6 separate regions of the Sus scrofa genome follow, and all the other regions are linked to region 3. A link is a contact called in public Hi-C and HiChIP or PLAC-seq data. All regions are on one chromosome and are shown on one strand. Each heading gives the region's core, a stretch centred on a gene start, on an enhancer-like site or on the middle of the called end of the contact. The rest is flanking DNA. Distances are from core to core; before and after follow the strand shown.

The links. Hi-C and Micro-C count contacts between places; a contact is called where the count stands out from the background. HiChIP or PLAC-seq counts read pairs in DNA pulled down with a chosen protein or histone mark.
Region 1: a contact with region 3 is called in a Hi-C map of embryonic fibroblasts, with 2.7 times the contacts expected there. The contact joins the promoter of ATL1 here to the promoter of SOS2 in region 3. A contact is called at or near these places in 2 of 47 Hi-C or Micro-C datasets (embryonic fibroblasts and skeletal muscle) and 2 of 2 datasets of contacts at active chromatin or transcription factors (alveolar macrophages and skeletal muscle).
Region 2: a contact with region 3 is called in an H3K27ac HiChIP or PLAC-seq map of alveolar macrophages. The contact joins the promoter of NEMF here to the promoter of SOS2 in region 3. A contact is called at or near these places in 3 of 5 promoter capture datasets (fetal liver, fetal skeletal muscle and liver), 11 of 47 Hi-C or Micro-C datasets (brain, embryonic fibroblasts, epiblast stem cells and 6 more) and 2 of 2 datasets of contacts at active chromatin or transcription factors (alveolar macrophages and skeletal muscle).
Region 4: an H3K27ac HiChIP or PLAC-seq map of alveolar macrophages shows a contact between it and region 3. The contact joins the promoter of KLHDC2 here to the promoter of SOS2 in region 3. A contact is called at or near these places in 1 of 5 promoter capture datasets (fetal skeletal muscle), 1 of 47 Hi-C or Micro-C datasets (retroperitoneal adipose tissue) and 1 of 2 datasets of contacts at active chromatin or transcription factors (alveolar macrophages).
Region 5: a Hi-C map of alveolar macrophages shows a contact between it and region 3, with 2.1 times the contacts expected there. The contact joins the enhancer-like site here to the promoter of SOS2 in region 3. A contact is called at or near these places in 10 of 47 Hi-C or Micro-C datasets (alveolar macrophages, embryonic fibroblasts, epiblast stem cells and 6 more) and 2 of 2 datasets of contacts at active chromatin or transcription factors (alveolar macrophages and skeletal muscle).
Region 6: a contact with region 3 is called in a Hi-C map of skeletal muscle, with 3 times the contacts expected there. The contact joins the promoter of SAV1 here to the promoter of SOS2 in region 3. A contact is called at or near these places in 1 of 47 Hi-C or Micro-C datasets (skeletal muscle) and 1 of 2 datasets of contacts at active chromatin or transcription factors (skeletal muscle).

The regions. Positions count from the first base shown.
Region 1 is chr1:180,298,060-180,301,157 of Sscrofa11.1, reverse strand. ATL1 (atlastin-1) reads right to left here and starts at 1,724. Exons shown (of 15, transcript XM_021101558.1): 1 at 1,491-1,724. It overlaps MAP4K5 (mitogen-activated protein kinase kinase kinase kinase 5), which reads left to right and starts at 1,667. Exons shown (of 33, transcript XM_021101533.1): 1 at 1,667-1,954; 2 at 2,165-2,381. The coding sequence starts at 2,274.
Region 2 is chr1:179,669,427-179,672,804 of Sscrofa11.1, reverse strand. It overlaps NEMF (nuclear export mediator factor NEMF), which reads left to right and starts at 1,580. Exons shown (of 33, transcript XM_001924630.5): 1 at 1,580-1,905; 2 at 2,766-2,834; 3 at 2,953-3,055. The coding sequence starts at 1,847.
Region 3 is chr1:180,013,320-180,016,581 of Sscrofa11.1, reverse strand. SOS2 (son of sevenless homolog 2) reads left to right here and starts at 1,641. Exons shown (of 23, transcript XM_021101439.1): 1 at 1,641-2,052. The coding sequence starts at 1,966.
Region 4 is chr1:179,607,617-179,611,116 of Sscrofa11.1, reverse strand. KLHDC2 (kelch domain-containing protein 2) reads right to left here and starts at 2,091. Exons shown (of 13, transcript XM_001925208.7): 1 at 1-2,091.
Region 5 is chr1:179,689,134-179,692,585 of Sscrofa11.1, reverse strand. No RefSeq gene overlaps it. Among named protein-coding and RNA genes, the nearest start is that of NEMF, 20 kb to the right of the region's middle. Within about 2 kb of position 1,850, at least 25 of the 83 cell types and tissues checked have an H3K27ac peak or open chromatin away from gene starts, as enhancers often do. A contact at or near this core is called in alveolar macrophages, fetal liver and retroperitoneal adipose tissue, where this site is marked.
Region 6 is chr1:180,432,907-180,436,214 of Sscrofa11.1, reverse strand. SAV1 (protein salvador homolog 1) reads left to right here and starts at 1,757. Exons shown (of 5, transcript XM_001927720.7): 1 at 1,757-2,241. The coding sequence starts at 2,148.

The DNA.
Region 1 (3,098 bases), core at 475-2,974, 280 kb before region 3:
GTCTTAGTATCAGGAAAAGATATGCCTCTCTCTCAATCAACTGGTTTACTGTGATCCTCAAAACACTGTAAAATGTTCTGCTTTGGCCAATTTGCTACACTGTTCTGGTATCCTATTTTTCTCTCTTTAACATCATACCTATTTCCTCATTTACTTATTTTTATCTTATGTTGTAGTATGCATTTTCTGTATGTTGCCTCAAATTCTCTGAGGAATAATGGAGATATAAATAAGAATAAGTAAATTTCAGACTAGAAAAAGGATCAATACCTATATGGTCAAAGGAGGAAAAAAAGAGTCTATGACAGTAAACAAGTACTAGGATACCAATAGAACATTTGAAAAGATTTTGAGTCATTGAAGCCAAAAGTATTTGCCCACCAAAACAAGTGCCAAGAAGCTTTGAAAGAAGGAACTGTTCTTCAACAATTTTTTCAATGCAGCAAACACATAGGCTTTGTCCATAGAGCATGTAAGTCTGAGCTTACTTATGTTCCCTAAATAAGTGCTCTTTGTGCATGGAACACAAAAAAATACATATATTCCCTGTACAGCTAAGGTGTGAAGTTAATTTGTACATTACCAAACTGATTACAATGATCAACAATAAGGGATATATTGCCCGAGAATGGAATGAATTGGATGTTCAAAGCTACAGGCCAGCATCTGTGACTTGCTCTTTTGTGATTTTTCAGTCACTAAATGGATTGGTCAAGTGTTAGCTGAATTTTTTTGTTCAAAACCTTCATTGGGCTCTACAAACAAAATCAATCTGGCAACCTTATTTCTACCTTGGAACAAGACTGGAAGTGAAACTACAAAACAGCTTGTGAAATATTCAGCCAAATTACTTCCCTAAACTCCTGTTTCATATTCTGTGCATTGTGAAGTATGTTAAAAAGCCTTTTATATTTGATAACGCCCTTTACAATCTTGTAAAATGCCTTATAAACACTTTCTCAGGTGTCGGATGCAAAACCCTACCCTCTTCAAGCTGCAGATAAGGATGTGGAGATATTGCCAAATAGGATGTCTTTTTTGTCCCAGATCACATACTGAGTAAGTGGTAGAGTCAGAACCAGGTTGTGGTCCCTGATTTTCAGCTGCTGCAGAACTCCCGACCCAATTAAAGGAACAATACCTGCGCTGAGACACTGCGTGTGCCCAACAGGGATAAGAACCACATAGACTTCCTAGGAATTCCGACTTTCGGAAATGTCTTGGGAAAACTTAGTGGAAGACAGGTTGCGCAGGTGTGCAGTGCAGCCTCAAACTGGTACCACTGGGAATGGTTTGCAAAACAGGAAGGTGCAGTTGGGTGTGCCGCGACTTAGTTAATCTGGCACTCCCCCACCTCCCTCCCGGGCGCCCCATTGCCAGATTACTTCTGGCTCAGTGCCCTCAACGAACCATTTTCTCAACTGGGAGGGCTGCGTTCCCATCGCCCTCGTGCCCACCCTACTACTCTACCCGCCACCCTCCAGGTTTACCTGACAAAGCTGGGAGCGGTTTAGCGGAGGCGCGTCAGCCCAAGAATGCCCGGGGGCGTCCGTGACCCCCAGAGTGGGGAGCAGAGCCCGGCTCAGGAAAGGACGCTCCGGGCCAGGGGGGCGCGGCGGCCCGGCCGGGAGAGTGTCGTGTCCCGAGCAGGCCTCAGGGCGGCACTCTGGTCTCGCGGCCGGCGCGCTCGGGCGGGACGCTGGGCGCCGACCCACGCTGGCCGGGAACGTGTCTCCCGGTGACGCAGCCCCGGGTGGGGAACGTGGTGCGGCGGCGGCGGCGACGGTACGCGCCTCCGCCGCCCGCGAGAGGACGTGCGGTGCAGCGAAAGGCAGCGGCGGCAGCACAGCTGGACTTGGAGGGCCGGCGGGCGCCGGGAATCAAGACGCAGGCGCCGGCGGGGAAGTAGGTCCTGGGCGCGGCGCTCAACAAAGAGCGGGGCCGCCCCCCTCAGGTACCGAGCCGGCCCCGGGCCCCGGCGGGCGGGCAGAATCCGGCCCGACAGTTCGCGGGCGGTCAGGGAGGGGGAAGGGCCGCGGCCGGAACACGGCAGCGGCGGGGCGCTGGGGACCCCTTCCAGGCCCGCTGGTAGCGGCTCCCGCTGGGGCGGAAAGGACGGGACTGGGCCGCTCGGGGTTGCAGCCTCTGCTCGTCCCTCGTGCAGGCGGAGCTGCGGGCAGAGGCTCCATGTTGGGAAGCGGCGCCGCTCGTCCTCGTTAGCGGGAATCGGGGCGCCGCGGGCACAGCCGGCGGGGGCCGGGCCCTGAACGAAGATGGAGGCCCCTCTGCGGCCTGCCGCGGACATCCTGAGGCGGAACCCGCAGCAAGACTACGAGCTCGTTCAGAGGGTCGGCAGCGGCACCTACGGGGACGTCTATAAGGTGAGGCAGGCCAGGCTCTTTTCCTGCGGTCCGCTGGCTCCCGGGAATAGGGCCACTTTCTGAGGAAGTGTGAGAAGGAAGGAGGATGCTTTTGTTGTTGCATCTTGGAGATGCCGCGGCCGGGTCCCATTTACTCCATTCGGAGCGCCTTCTAATCCATGCTTGCACTGATCGCTCCAACAAGCAGAACTAACTACACCTTTGCGAACCACCGTTGTACTTTTTTTGTGCGTGTGTGTGGTATAAAGGCTTTTTAATGCTTATTTATGGTATCCAAGAAAGTTCGAATCTGCTTATGGAGTTGCGCTTGAGGATATTCTTGTCTTAACATGGAAAAAATGCTTCCTGGAAGACAGTAGACAAGGAAATATATTGACGTTCTCACATTTTCACAAAAAACTTTTTGATGGATGATGCTGTTTTAAAAAGTCCTTTGAAACCCCAGTCTCTCAATTTTAACTGTAAGTAGTCTAATGCTGGGTCAAAGTGATGTGTGCACAAACATTATCCTATGCAGAACAATGCTTTTCCTGGTAGAAGTTTTGGCATTTGTATCTGATGATGATTTTCTAATTCTTCTTTGGCAATTCCTCTCTCTGGGATTGATAACATCCCATGACCCAGAATAGTTAAGAGCAGCTGTCTTTTTAATTGTGCTCTTTTGCTTTATTTGAGACAAATGATGGGAATGAGTTACTCTTAGTTTGAAAAAAAAAA
Region 2 (3,378 bases), core at 331-2,830, 340 kb after region 3:
TTTTTATACTTATCTTCATCTACTTTTCGTTCTTATGTATATTCTTGCATTTTTCCTTCTGATGCCCATTTTCCTTGACAGACAAACCAGAAGCAATGTATGAGTTAGTCCAGGGGCTGACCCATATATAACTTAAATTAGTATCCTGCTCCTATCCTGGGAGTTTTGCTATGAAGTCTTTCAGTTTTTGTATATAGAGAAGTATCTGAGAGAGTTCCCTGATGGTGCAGTGGGTTAAGGATCTGGCATTTGTCACTGTGGTGTGGGTTCCATCCCTGGCCCCCTGGAACTTCTGCATCTAAGTTTTGTCCCTTTCAATGTGGAGTTTACACATGTATTGCATTTTATGCAAAATATTTAGGCATTCTTTGGGGAATGCCTTTACTGTCAATATAAGAACTTTAGTATTGTTTATGTACAGTTAGACCTGTCGCTTTTACGGTTTTGGCTACAGTCTATCCTAAACCCTCCAAATAGCTTATTTCATATCTTGAGCTATTCTGCATGATTTACTGTGCCATTTGATGCAGTAGTGCTGCGCTATATGTGTTACAGCAGCCTCTTGGAGTCTGCAATTCCTGGTTTCTTTTGAAATGCTGAACGCGCCCTTTTAACTTAAGAGTCGCCGTCTACTGGTGAGAATTTTGCTGCTCACGACACTCAGTCTGTAGGCTCTAGAATCCTCCTAGGTCCAGATTTCTTGCCGGGCGCGGTGGCGCGCGCCTGTAATCCCAGCTACTCGGGAGGCTGAGGCTGGAGGATCGCTTGAGCCCAGGAGTTCTGGGCTGCAGTGCGCTATGCCGATCGGGTGTCCGCACTAAGTTCGGCATCAATATGGTGACCTCCCGGGAGTGGGGGACCACCAGGTTGCCTAAGGAGGGGTGAACCGGCCCAGGTCGGAAACGGAGCAGGTCAAAACTCCCGTGCTGATCAGTAGTGGGATCGCGCCTGTGAATAGCCACTGTACTCCAGCCTGGGCAACATAGCGAGACCCTGTCTCTTTTGAGTTCTTATCTTAAAATTGCTTTCTTCCCAAGTATTTATTACAGTGCAAAAACAAAAAACCATTCTTGCACGACCCTTGAAACCCCTTTGGCGGGGCAACCTTGTCTTATTTTTATTTTTATCTTATTTCACCATTATCTAGCGAAATATTTGAATATTTTGATTGCCGATCATTTATGGAACCCCTATTGTATACCAGGTACTACGCTGAGACCCCCTGCTGAGTCCCAAAAGGGGATTCCCAACAGTTAGATTGGATGAGAATCCCACAATAATGGCAAAATGGTCTTTGGAGAGCAAGACTCATCAAAAAAGGAACTCCTTATTGAGAGTTGGTTTGCTTTGATCATTGAGGGCGCCTGTAGGGCAAATGAAATAATCCACTTCGGTTAAATTTCAAAACAGTAAGCTGCAGGAAAAGGGGTCCTCCTGGCTTTGATACACAGAGCCTCACTACCCGCCTGGGGAAATGCTTCCAGTACTCCTCTCATAAATTGTTACGACCAGCAGGGGTCACTATGGAGGCTGGTTTGAGTCCCGAAACACAAGGGGGCAAAGTCACTAAACTAGTCCGTAAGCTTTTCAGGAAAGAATGCAGTTTCAAGAGAACAGTTTGGATCTATTTCGAGTGGTTTTGGTGCGAAAACCAGCAACGAAAAACAAATTGATGACGGCCTGACACTCAAACACTTCACTAAAGCGATGCAAACACGTTCGCTTCAAGGAATATTGGCCCTTCTGCGCGGCCGTAGATCCGCCAAGTGCGCCTGCGCATAAGAGTAGCGGCGTCGAGTCAGGCCGGCAGTGGAGGAAGCTGCAGAATCTTCTCTCGTACCTCGCCATGAAGACTCGCTTTAGCACTATTGACCTCTGCGCGGTACTAGCCGAGCTGAATGCCAGGTACTGTACGATAGGTGACCAGGCTCGTGCGGGGAGTGCAGGAGGCAGAGTCGCAGCCCCACGGTGGAGACAAGACTGGCCTGGTGTTTCCCCTCGGTCCCCCCAGTGCAGCCCTTTATGGACCTGGTTAGGCCTGAGTGGGCGAGCGCGTGACATCTTTCCCGGGCCCTCAGGATACCCGGGCGGGGGGGACCCGGGGGACCCCAGCAGCTGAGTGCCTCATGTGCTGCTAGTCTTGCCAGGTCTTAAGTCAGCTTCTGGCGGGTTCACGTCTTACTGTCCTGAGTCGCCTGGGTCTGGCAGCTACGTTTAGTGAAAACCGACACGCCAGTTGGACGCCAGGACGCCAGAGTAGTCATTTGCTCCAGAGGTTTCCAGACCCGACCCTTAGTTTGTTAGACTCTCTTCCTCATCCCAAAGACAGACCAGTATCGCCGTTTTAGCTGGAGGTAGCAGATTCGCGTGAGATTTGGCGTCTAGTCTGGTCTCTATTATTCACCTGTCATATTTGAGCTTTGTCATATTTCCCAGGGTCTTGTTTGCGTTTTTTCTTTTAAAATAAATTAAGTGGAATCGATTTACTATATTTCCTTAGAAAATGTTGGATCATTTTAAAGACTCAATGCGTTGTATGGTATTCCTAGAGCTGATAAGCCATTTTTGTTCTAAAGTAGTTAAATTCAAGTTTTGAGCTGAGTGCCTGATGGCGTTCAGATTGTGCTCCCTGTTTGAGTCCCTGTCTTTAGAGTCGAAGATCTCCTTTTTCGAAGACTCTACTTCCGCCTACAGATTTAAATTGTGTGAGGTTTTATGTTTCAAGTGGTACTATGATTTGTTATATGTTTCCTTTCTTTTTGCAGCTTGCTAGGAATGAGAGTAAACAATGTTTACGATGTGGATAATAAGACATATCTTATTCGTCTTCAAAAGTAAGAGCATTTTGTAGGCTTATTAGATGTTTTGTAATTAAATATGAGATTTTTTTTTTAAACATGAGTTAGCGCTGGCAAATGCCCTAAAGAAAATTTTGACTTTTTCCTTCTACAGACCAGACTTTAAAGCTACACTTTTACTTGAATCTGGCATACGAATTCACACGACAGAATTTGAGTGGCCTAAGAATATGATGCCATCTAGCTTTGCCATGAAGGTAAATTTTAAGTTATACTAGAAGCAAAATCTTAAGGCCCTGAGATTGGTCACTGACCATTGAAGTTTTAAACTTTAGTTTTTATTCACTGTTATGAATAAAATAGAGATAAAGGTAGAGTAGTTGATAGATACTAGATGAATAAAGGATATGTTTATTAATGTGTCCCTTTTACTCTTTACATCCCATTGTGCTCCACATCTTTCTGTCCCCACAGTTGCTGTTCTAATGAAAGCTTTTTTAACACTGGACATAAGAGTCCCTTACCTCTACTACACTTCTCACTATCAAAACAGTTCTGTTTTAGACCAGCATCAATTGTT
Region 3 (3,262 bases), core at 392-2,891:
CTTTCCCTAACTGCTGTGGCTGGGAGCAGTCTATTGTAATTCACGAATGTGCTCAGCATCTTTAGTGGGATGAAACGTTCATGTTAATGATCACGTTTTGGAGTTCCCTTCGTGGCACAGTGGTTAACGAATCCGACTAGGAACCATGAGGTTGCAGGTTCGATCCCTGGCTTTGCTCAGTGGGTTAAGGATCCGGCATTGCCCTGAGCTGTGGTGTAGGTCTCAGACGTGGCTCGGATCCCGCGTTGCTGTGGCTGTGGTGTAGGCCAGCGGCTACAGCTCCGATTAGACCCCTAGCCTGGGAACCCCCATATGCCCAGGGAGCGGCCCAGAAGTGGCAAAAAGACAAAAAAAAAAAAAAAAAAAGCACAAACAAAAAATAATGATCAAGTTTCCAGAGTCTTCATCGCAGGAAAGTCGGGACATTTTCGGGGTTGCTAATGAGCATGGCTGGGCCCCAAGGGCGGACACAGCTTTTGTGGGATCTGACACCACACCTACGCAATTTGGAGGACACCATTAAGAAAACAGTGCAGGAGTTCCCTTCGTGGCTCAGCGGTTAGCGAACCTGATTTGCGGTGTTTGATCCCTGGGCTCACTCAGTGGGTTAAGGATCCATCGTTGCGCTGAGCTGTGATGTAGGTCGCAGACGTGGCTCAGAACCCAAGTTGCTGTGACTGTGGTGTAGGTTGCCGGCTACAGGTCTGATTGGACCGCTGGCCTGGGAACCTCCATATGCCGCGGGTGCGGCCCTGAAAAGACAAAAGAAAAAAAAAAAAGAGAGAGAAGAAAACAATGCAAAAATATGAAAAGTTTTACAAAAACGATAATTTTGTGAACATAGGGGCTCATGCAAGTGAAGGATTAAGCCTAATTAACGTTGTCATCTGCCCCTTTTGGCCCTACTGTGCGCTAAGGGCTTTCCACGCCTCGCCTCCTTCAATCCCCACACCACCACCGTATGATATAGTTACTATTGCCCATATACAAAAACGCCATGTGGAACACAAGTACGTTAAATATCCTGTCCAGACAGAAAGCCCTTTTCTTTACAAATACCTTTACTGCTTCCCACGACTGGAGTCCTTGGGCTCGAGGAGTAGCACCGACTCAGGATTGTCTGGGGAAGATCAAGAGGGGGGAGAGTGTGTGTAAAACGCAGTCAGCAAGCAGGGAAGTCTATGTGGAACAGACGCCCATTAAGCGTCCAGGACAGGGGCGCTCCTGGGGCAGGGCCCGCGCGCCTGGCCGGCGCCTCTGCCACATTCGCGGCGCGCATGCTCCGTGCAGGACTACTCCGGCTCCCAGGGATGAGTGCCGGGCGGAGGGGGCGGGCCGAGCCGCCGCTGCTGGGATCCGGAGCTCCGCGGCGGCCCTGGGGCGCTGTGCGCGGCTGCTGAAGGGGCGGCGGCGGCGGTCAGCGCTCTGCGCGCTGCAGTGTAGCTCGCTCGTTAGACGCGCACGCCCGCTCGGTCCCCAGGGCCCTCTGGAGGTGACTCGGGCGGGCCGGGCCGGGCCGGGCCGGGCGGCGTTTGCCGGTTGGGAGGGCGGAGGAGAGGCGATGAGGAGACAAGCCGCCGCTGTCGCCGTAGTTCTCCGCCCGCCGCGGCCGTAGCGGGAGTCCGAGCAGGGTCCAGGCCAGCTGAACCCCCGCCGGGCTGCGAACGCAGACAAAGGAGGAGGAGCCGCCCGAGAAGCGGGCCAACGCCGCCGGGAAAGGAGGCCGCCGCGCTTCCTCTGCGGACGCGGCGCGAGGCGAGGCCGCCCGGGCCGAGGAAGCCGCCCCCGGAGCCCCCGCCCGCCGGCGCCGCCTCCGAGCAGCCTCGGCCGTAGCCCCGGCCCGGGCGGGAGGCGGCGGCGGCGGCCGGCGAGGCGACGCAGCCAGAGCCCTGCCTGTCAGGCTACCGGCCCGGCCCATTTCGGCCCGCGGGCCGACCCCGATGTGGAGGCTCTGCGGCCGGGGCCATGCAGCAGGCGCCGCAGCCCTACGAGTTCTTCAGCGAAGAGAACAGTCCGAAATGGCGGGGACTCTTAGTCTCGGCCCTGCGGAAGGTCAGTGCTGGTGTCCGATCGGCCGCGGGGACCGAGGGAGGTGACGGGGCCGAGAAGGGCGCCTGGAGGGCGGGGTGCGGGCCGCGGCCCCTCGGACTCTCTGATGGGGAGCTGTACGTCCTCTCTGCGGGTCCGAGGCCGAGCGCTTCCTCCCCGGCCGGTGGCGGGGCGGGGGGGGGGCGGGGGGAGCTCGCGATTGCCTGTTGCATCCAAAAGGACGTTTATCTCAAGTTTTTGCCTGGCCCCGGAAGGAAGGTTTTGTTGTGATCATAAAACTGGATTTCATGTTGCAGTCATTTCGTCAGGCAACTTCCGCCGTTGACCAATTTGTTGTCCTCAGGCTGGATTCAGGGCAAGAGAAAGTCCCGCTGGTATTTAGTTTCTAAAACAAAAGCACATTTTCAGGCCAGGTAATTAACTTTTAATTAAGTTCTTTGGGGCTGTTCCCTTCGGCAGTTCGCTCGTGAAGGGTGTCCTCTCACTTAAGAGGTAGTCCTTTTTTTTTTTTTTTAACAATAAGATGGATGCGTTTCAGGAGTGCGAAATGTCAGTGAGCCATGATATTTGTAAAAACAATTCTTGAGGTAAGTTTAAAGTGCCTTCTCCGTTCCTGCAAAAGGCATCCCACCTGTTTACGAGCGATTTCCCCTATAAAATTCGGTCAGTTTCTTCACTGAGTGCAGTTTAGAGTTTAGAATCATTTTAAGGGGACAGAAAAGGAGCAGCTCTTAAAAATTAGTCTTAAGGTTGGGTGCATCGCTAGGGTGCATCTCTCCTGTAGATGATGTCAGTTTTCATCTGAATTTAGGTAATAATCATACTGTCATTTTTATATTGAAACCTTTTGTAAGATCAAGACAAATTAAAGACTGTAAATCAGTGCAGGAAAAGATACCAAACCTGCTGAACATGGGTTTTCCGTGCCATTGATGCAGATGCCTTTTGTGCAAAATAACTAAGAATAAATTTTAAAATAATAAGGAAAGAATAAACATTAATTTAAAAGACTGCCCTTGGAAAATAATTTCTTTTCTTTTTGTTTTTTTAGGGCTACACCCACGGCATATGGACGTTCCCAGGCTAGAGGTCGAATTGGAGCTGCACCTGCCACAGCCATGCCAGATCCAAGCTCAGTCTGTGATCTACACCACAGCTCACGACAATGCTGGATCCCTGACTCACTGAACGAGGCCGGGGATCAAACCTGCAT
Region 4 (3,500 bases), core at 842-3,341, 410 kb after region 3:
CGCAGCCGGAACCGCCCGTTCCGCTAGCACCGCCCACCGGGCTCCGGAAGCGCGGCCGGCGCTCAGCGCCCCCAGCGCCAGGTCCTCCTGCCACCACCAAACCGACGGCCAGACTTCGTGGCGTCTCGCCCTCAGCCGAAGTCCGGACAAAGAAGCCAGAGGAAGTTGTAAGGACATTCGGAGCCTCCTTTCAGCGCAGGGATATGCTGAATTACCCAGATTCTCCCCCCAGAAAGTTTCTTTCCGAGAAGATCTTGTTTGATTAAGGAATGTTCTCAGGTTCACCGCCTGGACTATAGCAAATTGCTCAAATAGTAAGTTTCAGTGTCTCAGGGTCGGGTCTTCCCGAGGATACAGGGGCGGGTGGTGCCTCTCGCCTCCCAGGCGGTCCCAGCTCCGATTGCTGGGCCGAGGCGCCCGGCCCTGCTCATTGCTGCTGCGCACTGCGTGCCACCCGGACTTGTGTCCACAGAGAGCGGGTCATGGCATCTCCTCTCGACAAGTTCTTCTTGCCCATCAGGAATCTTAAATGTAGTGCTGCATCCTCCACCCAGTTTGGAAAATTGTGCTCAAGAACTGTTTCAGAAACTGTCCCCATCCAGGCCATCTAGGAGGAAAGTGAATCTTACGCAGGACACTTTTCGCTTACATTACCTGAACCTTTTCAGTTAAGTCAAGAATTATTGTAATCTGAATTTGATTCCTCACCTGCAAAATGTAGTTAGGCTAGACTACATCTTAAATCTCTGATCTAATGGTGCATCTGTACGTGGATGTGTTTGGTGAGAGGAGTGTGCTTTATTTTCCTCTCCCTTGCTCATCATAACGCTGGGACTGCTATGTAGAAGGAACACTTGGTACAACAAATGGCCTTCCTCGCTAAAATTTTCTAAGCCTGAAATTTCTTCCTTAGCACTGCCTGTGTCTTTACAACTTATCAAAATTTGTAGGGTGGGTAAAAGCAGTACTTAGAAATTTATAGCATTGCGTGCCTATGTTAGAAAAAAAAGAAAGATCTAAAATCAACCATCTAAGTTTCCATCTTAGGAAATAAGAAAAAGAGGAGCGAATTAAATCCAAAATAAGCGGAAGGAAAAAAATAATGAGATGATGAAAAGAAAGAAACCAATGAAACTGAAAGCAGGAAATCAACAGAGAAAAACTGATAAAACCAAAAGCTGGTTCTTCAAATAGTGAAATCAATAAACCTCTAGCCAGGCTAAGAAGAAAAGACACAAATTACTGATATCAGAAATGAAACAGAACATCACTACATATATCATGGACATTAAAAGTATTATAAATATTATGAAGAACTCTGTGCCTGCATATTTGATAAACTAGATGCAATGGTCTGATTCCCTCAAAGACACAATCTGCCAAAATTCCTAAGAAAAAAATAGATAACCTGAATAAGCCCATATCTATTAAAGAAATTGAATCAATAATAACCTTCTAAAACAAAGCAGGAAGCCCAGATGAGTCCACTGGTAAAATTCTAACAAACATTTAAGGAAGAAACCATACCAGTTTTCTACAATCTCTTTTAGAAGACACAAGCAAAGAGAATACTTCTTACTCATTCTGAGGCCAATATTACTCTAATCCCCAAACCAGACAGATATATCACAAGAAAACAACAGACCAATATTTCTTATGAACATAGATGCAAAATCTTCAAAGTATTATCAAATCAAAAAAATTAAAAAAGAAACACTATAACCAAATGGGACTCATTCCAGGTATGCAAGGCTGATTTAGTGTTCAAAAATCAACCAGTGTAATCCATCATATCAACAAGCTAAAGAAGAAAAATCACATGATCATATTAACAGATGCAGAAAAAGCATCTATTAATGCTTTTAAGAGTTCCTGATGTGGCTCAGCAGTAATGAACCTGACTAGTATCCATGAAGACATGGGTTTCCTCCCTGGCCCTGCTCAGTGAGTTAAGGATCTGGCATTGCCATGAGCTACGGTATAGGTCACAGATGTGGCTCAGATCCTGCACTGCTGTGGTTGTGGCAGTAGACCAGCAGCTGCAGCTTTGATTCAACCCCTGGCCTGGGAACTTCCATATGCCACAGGTGCAGCCCTTAAAAAAAAAGACAAAGAAAGAAAAAGCATTTAATAACATCCAACACCTATTCATGATTAAAAAACAAACCTCTTGGCAAACTAGGAATATAGAGGAACTTCCTTAACTTCGTAAGGAACATCTACAAAAAATGTACAATTACTACTATTCTTAATGATGAGAAACTAGAGGAATAAGGAAAGGACATCCCCTCCCACCACTACCTTTCAACAGCCTACTGGATGTCTTCGCTTATGCAGTAAGACAAAAAGGGGGAAAAGGTTGGGAAGGAAGAAATCAAGTGCCTTTGTTCATAGATGGCATGATTATGTAGAAAATTATAAAAAATTACTGTAGTACATTCAGACAATAGAATATTATTCAGTGTTGAAAAGAAATAAGGCATCTTTTGAAGCCATGAAAAGACATGTAGGGAACTTAAATGCATATTACCAGTGAAATAAGCCAATCTGAAAAGGGCACATATGATATAATTCTAATTATATAACATGGAAAAGGCAAACTATGAAGACAGTAAAATATCCATGGTTGCCAAGGGTGAGGTCAGAGGGAGAAAGGACCAGGCAGAGCAAAGCAGGATTTTGAGGGCAGTGAAAATATTACGTATGATGCTATAAAGGTGGATACATATCACTATACAATTGTCTAAACCCATTAAATGTACACCACCAAGAGTGAGCCTTAATGTAAACTATGGACTTCAGGCGTGTCTAAGCTCAGGAAGCTATAATGAAATACCATGGACCTGGTGGCTTAAACAACAGACATTTCACAGTTCTGGAGGCTGGGAAGTCCGAGATCAAGGTGCTGACAGCTTTGGTTCTTAGTGAGGGCCCTCTTCTGGCTTTGCAGGTGGCTGCCTTCTCACTGCATCTCCATAGGGTGGGAAGAGAGAGCATGTGCAAGCTCTGGTCTCTTCCCTTCCTCGGAGGACACTAATCCCATCATGGGATCTTCACCCTCAAGACCTCATCTAAACCTAATTACCTTTTCAAATATCCCACCTCCAGAAAATTTCACATTGGGGGTCTTTTTGGGTTTCAACATATGAATTTTGTGGGGATACAAATATTCAGTCCATTGCATGGGTAGAAGAAATGTTCTTGCTATACCCACATGGTGGACCATACAGTAACTTCATCAAACAGGAAATTCCAACAGACTCACATTAATACAATGGAAAAAAAGGTGGGAAGGGGTATTATTTGCTTCTAAAACCGATTCTTTTCCTTTGAAATATTCTAAAGTCAAAATTTTAATTTTTTTTTTCTTTTTAGGGCCACACCCGTGGCCTATGGACGTTCCCAAGCTAGGGGTCGAATCAGAACTGAAGCTGCCGGCCACAGCCACAGCCATGGCCACGCCAGATCTGAGTCATGTCTGCGACCTAAACCATAGCTCA
Region 5 (3,452 bases), core at 601-3,100, 320 kb after region 3:
CAAAAAGAACAAAATACCAGCATTTTTTGCAACATGGATGGACCTAGAAACTATCATGCTAAGTGAAGTCAGCCATACAATGAGACACCAACATCCAATGCTTTCACTGACGTGTGGAATCTGAAAAAAGGACAGACAGAACTTCTTTGCAGAACAGATACTGACTCACAGACACTGAAAAACTTATGGTCTCCGGAGGAGACAGTTTGGGGGGTGGGGGGATGTGCTTGGGCTGTGGGATGGAAATCCTGTGAAATCAGATTATTATGATCATTATACAACTACAGATGTGATAAATTCATTTGAGCAATAAAAAAAAAGAGAAAATTATGCCTCAATAAATTTGTGGGGAAAAGTGACAGAACCTAAAAAAAAATCAAACACTGGGAGTTCCCGTTGTGGCTCAGCAGGTTAAGAACTCAACTAGTACCTGTGAGGATGCAGTTTCAATCCCAGGCCTCGCTCAGTGGGTTAAGGATCTATTGCTGCTGTGAGCTGTGGTGTAAGTTGCAGATATGGCTCAGATCCCAAGTTGCTGTGGCTGTGGCTGTGGCAAAGGCTGGCAGCTGCAGCTCCAATTTGACCTCTAGCCTGGGAACTTCCATATGCTGCAGGTTTGGCCCTAAGAAGACAAAAGAAAAAAAGTATAGATTGATGAAGTGGTGGTTAGTGTAATTGACAGTAGTCCAATTTAAATCATAAATTATACATAAACTGAGAGACTTATACTGCCACTAGAAGTATAGTGACAAATTTGAAAAGCAGACTGTAAAAGTTTTATTTATAACATAATTATAATAAAAATGGATACGCATATAAAAGAAGATTGTATGAGGGTTTAGGACTCAAAAGATACCTGAACTCAAAAGATACATAGAGATACCTAGAGCTCTTTCAATTCCTGCCCTTTTCTGAGTTTTGATTAGCCAGAGTTTTCTCTGTGACCTTGCCTAAATTAGAGTACAGGGTATGCTGGGATAATAGCGACCCCAAATATAGTGATTTAAATGAAATAGCAATGTTATCAAACCAAACTTGGTCCAGTCCACTGAGTGAAGTAAAACCAATCTACTGACACTGGGTTGTGGTGAAGGAAAGTGCATCATGACTGCAGGCACCAAGCAAGAATTCCAGACAGCTAGTGCTCAAAAGGCCTGAACTCCCCAATGGCTTTCAGGGAGGGGTTTTTAAAGACAGGGTGAGCAAGAAGGTTGTATGGTGTGTGATCAGCCCATGGACATTCTGATTGGTTAGTGGTGAGGTAATCAGGAGTCAACATCATCAACTTTCTGGTTCCAGCCAGTCTGGGGTCTACCTGCTTGTGGGCAGCTTACAGTTAACTTCTTCCACCTAGTGGGGAGTTCAGTATTTGCAGAACAGTTCAAAGGATAATGGCTCAGACTATTATCTATAGCCCTTAAGGAAGAACTAAAGGCTAAACTATTAATTAATGGCTGAACTATTATTATTTTGTTTTGCTTGACTGTTTCCCTTTGTTTCTGCATTTGCTCACTTCTCTGATTAAATGTATTCCTTGGGATTCTGAGAAGGCCTAGGGAGCTAAAGTTTTTCTACAAACAAGAAGCAGACAGAAGACATGGGGTTGGGGTAAGGGTGGAGTCTCTCCCAGGAAGGCATTATAGGGCCGTATTTGGTTTCAGGATCTTATTTCTCATATAAATGACTGGAGGTAGACGTGGTCCAAGCTGGCAGGGTGGTTCAGCTCCATTAAGTTATCCATGGACCCTGGCTTCTTTCTCTTGATGCCCCACCAAATCTTAGGATAGTTTCTTCGTTTGCTTGATTAAAGCTGGAGTACTGACAGGGGTGCACATTGGCGCCATCTAGCGATGGGAAAGGGCAAAAGAGCAGAACTGGAGGACAACTGATTTATTTTTAAGCGAGTGAGGAAGAAGTGGCACCCATCACTTTCATTCATATTCTGTTGGTGAGTACTTTGCCACTCTTGGTTGTAAAAGGAACTGGGAAATATGGTCTCTACCTGAGGCGTCATGTGCCCAACTAAAAATGTTATTAGTTTAGTAAAAGGGAAGAACAAATTGGGGGGACAACTATCATTCTGACACATTTCTATTTCCTTCTAATTTATTCCTTTTTTTTTTTTTTTTTTTTTTTTTTTTTGCTTTTTAGGGTTGTACTCACGGCATATGGAGGTTCCCAGGCTAGAGGTCGAATCAGAACTGTAACTGCTGGCCTACACCACAGCCACATCAATGCAGGATCAAGCCACGTCTGCGAGCTAGACCACAGCTCATGGCAACACCAGATCCTTAACCCACTGAGCAAGGCCAGAGATCGAACCCGCCACCTCATGGTTACTAGTCGGATTCATTTCCACTCTGCCACAATGGGAACTTCCTAATTTATTCCTTCTTAAGAGAAGTTTTCTTACTTCAGTTTACAGACGGTCCTTACTGCTTGCAAATAAAATACCCTGACACTCCATTCCTCAGGCCCCAATTTAAATGACCCTTCCTCAAGGAGACTTACCTATTATCCAAAAATGGGTTTGCCATGTGAAGTAAAATGTGTATTTTATGGCAAGACAAGAAAAATTTAAACATAAAAATTCTTCTTTGCCCTTTGGCCTCCCCTTACTCCATATTATGCAGTGTGTATACACATTATGCATCAGCCAAACCTCCCATGTCAGCAGGAATACCCACTCAACCATAAATAGCAACATTCTCCCAGAGTCAATAAGACAACTCCTTAAAAGATAACATTCCTTTTTGATCTTATAAAGGGTTATATGACCCACACTACCATGATGCTTAGATCTGGATTATGTAACTGTCAATAATATATCATTTGATGTATAGCCCTCTGTCTCAAAAATTTTTATAACTGTGACTTGATTTCTAACCTGTGGAACAGGTCTCAGAGCTTTCTGAGATGCTTTTCCTGGGTTATAATTCTCAAATTTGGCTCGCATAAAATTTTCTAATTCTTTCTTAGATTGACAGATTACATTTTCATCCACAGCCTCTTGGTAGGTGTGTAAACAAAAGGCAAAACCAAGAATGGAAGAAGGAAAGATTTATTACTTGCAGCAAGTAAGAAGAACACCAGGGATCCTTCCCAAAGCAGTGCCCCCCACACCCCCAAAATTGGGGAAGTTTTAAGCTAAAGATAAATGCATAATATTGAAGGGGCTTGGGCAAAGAATTCAGCTTGGAATTGGGGCAAAGTTCGACAGAGTCCAAGCTTTAGTTGACTGAAATCACCACGGTAAAAAAAGATCAACATCTTTATCCCTCAGGTTCCAGTTGATCTGGTGGTTGAGTACTTGGGGCTAATCTTTACCACTGAAACAGAACTGGGAGTTTACAAGTGATATATTATCTCTGCTATTGTTACTCCTCTTGCATGATAACACTCATTTGTTCCTGCATTCTTTTGGTCACATAAGACCATTCATTACTGAGACG
Region 6 (3,308 bases), core at 508-3,007, 420 kb before region 3:
CTCGTCTACCGCAGTAGAATCCTTTGAAACAAAAGAAGCGGTTTAACGCCATGTTTGCGACCGTTTGCCCTGGGGTCACCGCACCGGTGGTGGATCTCCATACCAACCTCCAACTGAGGGAGGCCTCTGCGTGATTACTGGGTAGGCGGCTAGATATCATCACACTCAAGAAGCTATTTGAGCTGGCAGACCACCTAACAGTTGGCCCAACGGGAGAAGCGTTTATCGGCCAAAGTTGATTGCAACCTTTGCCGAGATGACTCCCTACATTACCATTAAATCATTCATAGAGGATGGACTCTTCATGCTGCATTTCCCCCCGTGTTGAAAGTGAGATTACACGATTTGTTGACGCTGAGAAATACTTGATTGATCTACATGGCCAAGGAATATTTCCGTACATTAAGGCTCTTAGGCTTCTAGGGAACGAGATGTTAGCCCCTGTAAATTTTCCTAATCGTTGTAAAGTTAACACAAGGAAACAAAAAGCTGATTCACTTTCAGTGATTATAAATCAACAAAGGAACAACTGTCCAGGATTTCTGAATATGAGATAGATGCAACACTTGCAAAGCCTCCAACCAAGCGTCCAACGCTAGACACCAATGATGCTGAAGGGTTACGGCTTGTTTTTGAGCTACAGAGCAGGACATAAATCTGGCCATGTACGTTTCAGAGGCTCAACCAAACGACATCAATCAGGCAACTCAGCAACACTTGGGCAAGAACAAGGGAACAGCAACAACTACAACATTTAGAGAAAAAAAAAAGTAACTTTCTGGGAACTGCCAGTGTTGGTATACCTTCAATGGTAAGCCTCACTTCCCAAGTGCCAAGGCCATACTGACTCCTGTGTTCCTAGCTGATTTTTTTTTTTTTTTTTGAAACCTTGAAGGAATATATTCCTGACTGGTTTAATGTTCTTCATTACATCAAGCTACAAAACTAAGAAAATCATTTTCTCTGGAGCACCTTCCCAGAGTTATCTGAGAAGCTGTCTTCTGGGTTTATAGTTCTCAGTTTGGCTCAAAGAAAACTATTCTCTACTCGTATTGTAGAATAATTGTTATTTCCATGACAACTCTAAGAAGAAATAATGTGGCTAGGAAGTAAGGACAGTCATAATTAAATTATGCTAACATCAAAATTGTCTTAAATAGGAAACAGTAGAAATCACATTTGGCTTTTTCCTCCGTTTTCTCATCAGAAAGATGCACTCCCTGGCACTCAGGAGACAGATTCATATCTGTTTAATTAGTGTTGGACGGCCTAATGCTTTCGCAAAATCAGGGATCTAGATTATTTTTTGGTGCGGCGCTAAGCTAAGGGTGGTGTCCCTTCAACTCTACTGGCGTTCTGTGTGAACACGGACCTGAATTCACCAGCCCAAAAAACTCTAAGAGGGGCGTCCTCTGCCGTGGAGGAGGACAGGAATGCGGCTGTCCCGCGCCACCCGCTCCCTCAGGGTCCGGGAAGAAAAATCTGTGGGTAAAAAGGGGCTCCGTTGCAGGAGCGCGCCACGGCCTCCGGCGCTCAGTCTGGCAGGCTTTGTCCTCAGACCTCTAGTGCCCGAGGTACCCGCTTCTCGCCGAGGGGGAAGTGAAGGTGGCTGCAGCTACAGGGCCGGCCCGCTAGCGGAGAGTTCGGCCAGCGGTTCTGTAGCGCCACCGCTCCCAGGAGCTGGAGTGGGGGTAGGGCAGCGGCGCTCGCGCCGCGTCGAGTTTCCCAGAATTCCCAGCGGCCGCGGGGAAAGTTTACAGGACGTAGGCGGCGGCGGCGGCGGCGGCGGCAGCAGCCGTAGCGGTTACTAGGCGGCCCGCGGCGGACCATGGCCCTGGCCGGGCGTCCCTGGCCTCTCCTCTCGGAGTACTCGGGCAGCGTCGGGGAGCGGGCAGACTTCCGGGAAGGAACTGAGAAGCGACTGAGCGGCGGTCGGCGCGCGTAGCGCCCCGAACATGCGGCAGTACCTGTGGGCGACCCGGGGCTGCAGAGAGGAGGAGGAGGAGGAGGAGGAGGCGGAGGCGACGGCGGCTGCTCCGGAGGGAAGGAGGCGGCGGCGCCGACGGAGGTGGCGGCGGGGAATCCCGGCGCCGGGCGCGGAGCCTTAGGGAGGCTTCTTGGCGTGGCCTGAGGCCTTGTGGACAAGGATGCTGTCCCGAAAGAAAACCAAAAATGAAGTGTCCAAGCCGGCCGAGGTGCAGGGGAAGTACGTGAAGAAGGAGACGTCGCCTCTGCTGCGGAGTGAGTGTCGGGCGGGGCGCGCCCACACCTGGCCGGGGTGCCCACGGGGACCCGGGCAGAGTGCCTGCCGCCTCTCTCCGCGGCTTCTTTTCCTCCTTGGTATCTGTGAAATACTCGTTTTTAAAATTTTCTTGTGCTTAAAGTGGTGTTGGTTGTATGAAAGCTGATGAAGAGTAAGAAACTTATATTCGTCCACCTCCGACCCCCTCCCCCCCAAATAACCACAGACTTCTCTGTCTACTTTCGTCAGTGTTGTTGGTTTTGATTAACTGGAAGAAAGAGGCTCTTTGGGAAACACTTAAATTGCTTATCCCCTGGGCTTATAGGAATTAAAGTGATTAGACTGGGGCACACTTTTTCTTCTAGTTACGTCGAGATTTGCTGTATGTTTGCAAACATTGCGGATGTCACTAGCCCGTTCTGCAAATTGGGCGAACTCTCGGGTAGAATTCCTTAGCCCAGCTGTTGGGTGCAGACTTAAGGAGATGAAAGGTGATCATTGCTATTGTAGCCGCTACCTAAAGCCTCATCAATCGTAGATCTTAGCGAAGAGGAGCCAAAATATGTATTTGGCTGTGTTCGTGAGAATTGCTTCAAATACCAGCTCCCCCGCCGCCGAGAATCAAAAAGGCAAAGTACTCAAAATAATTTCATATTTTACAGGAAGTTACCAAAAACTTTTTTTTTTTTTAACTCTAATAGAATGCATTTTTCTCCCACCCTACCCTGGCACTTTTCTTCTCTTCACTTTAAGTATTTGATTCTAATTTTCCAGCTGAATCTATTGAATTTTTAATTTTCGTGTGTTCAGAACATCTGTGAGGTAAGGAGCTAATTTGTTGGTGCTCATTCTACAGGCTGAGCCCTTTGTGTAAGTTTTCTTCTGGGAGGCTCCTAACCTTGTGACTTAAGCATTACCTCATATTGTAATTGAGAAAGCTTTTCATAGAGATTCCTAGTAATACTTGCCCAAGATCACACAGAAAGGGGTGGAGAGCATGTTTTTCCGTTATAACCACATCAGACTTGCAGATTTATCCATGTGTTTGCAGTGCTTTCTTATAAAA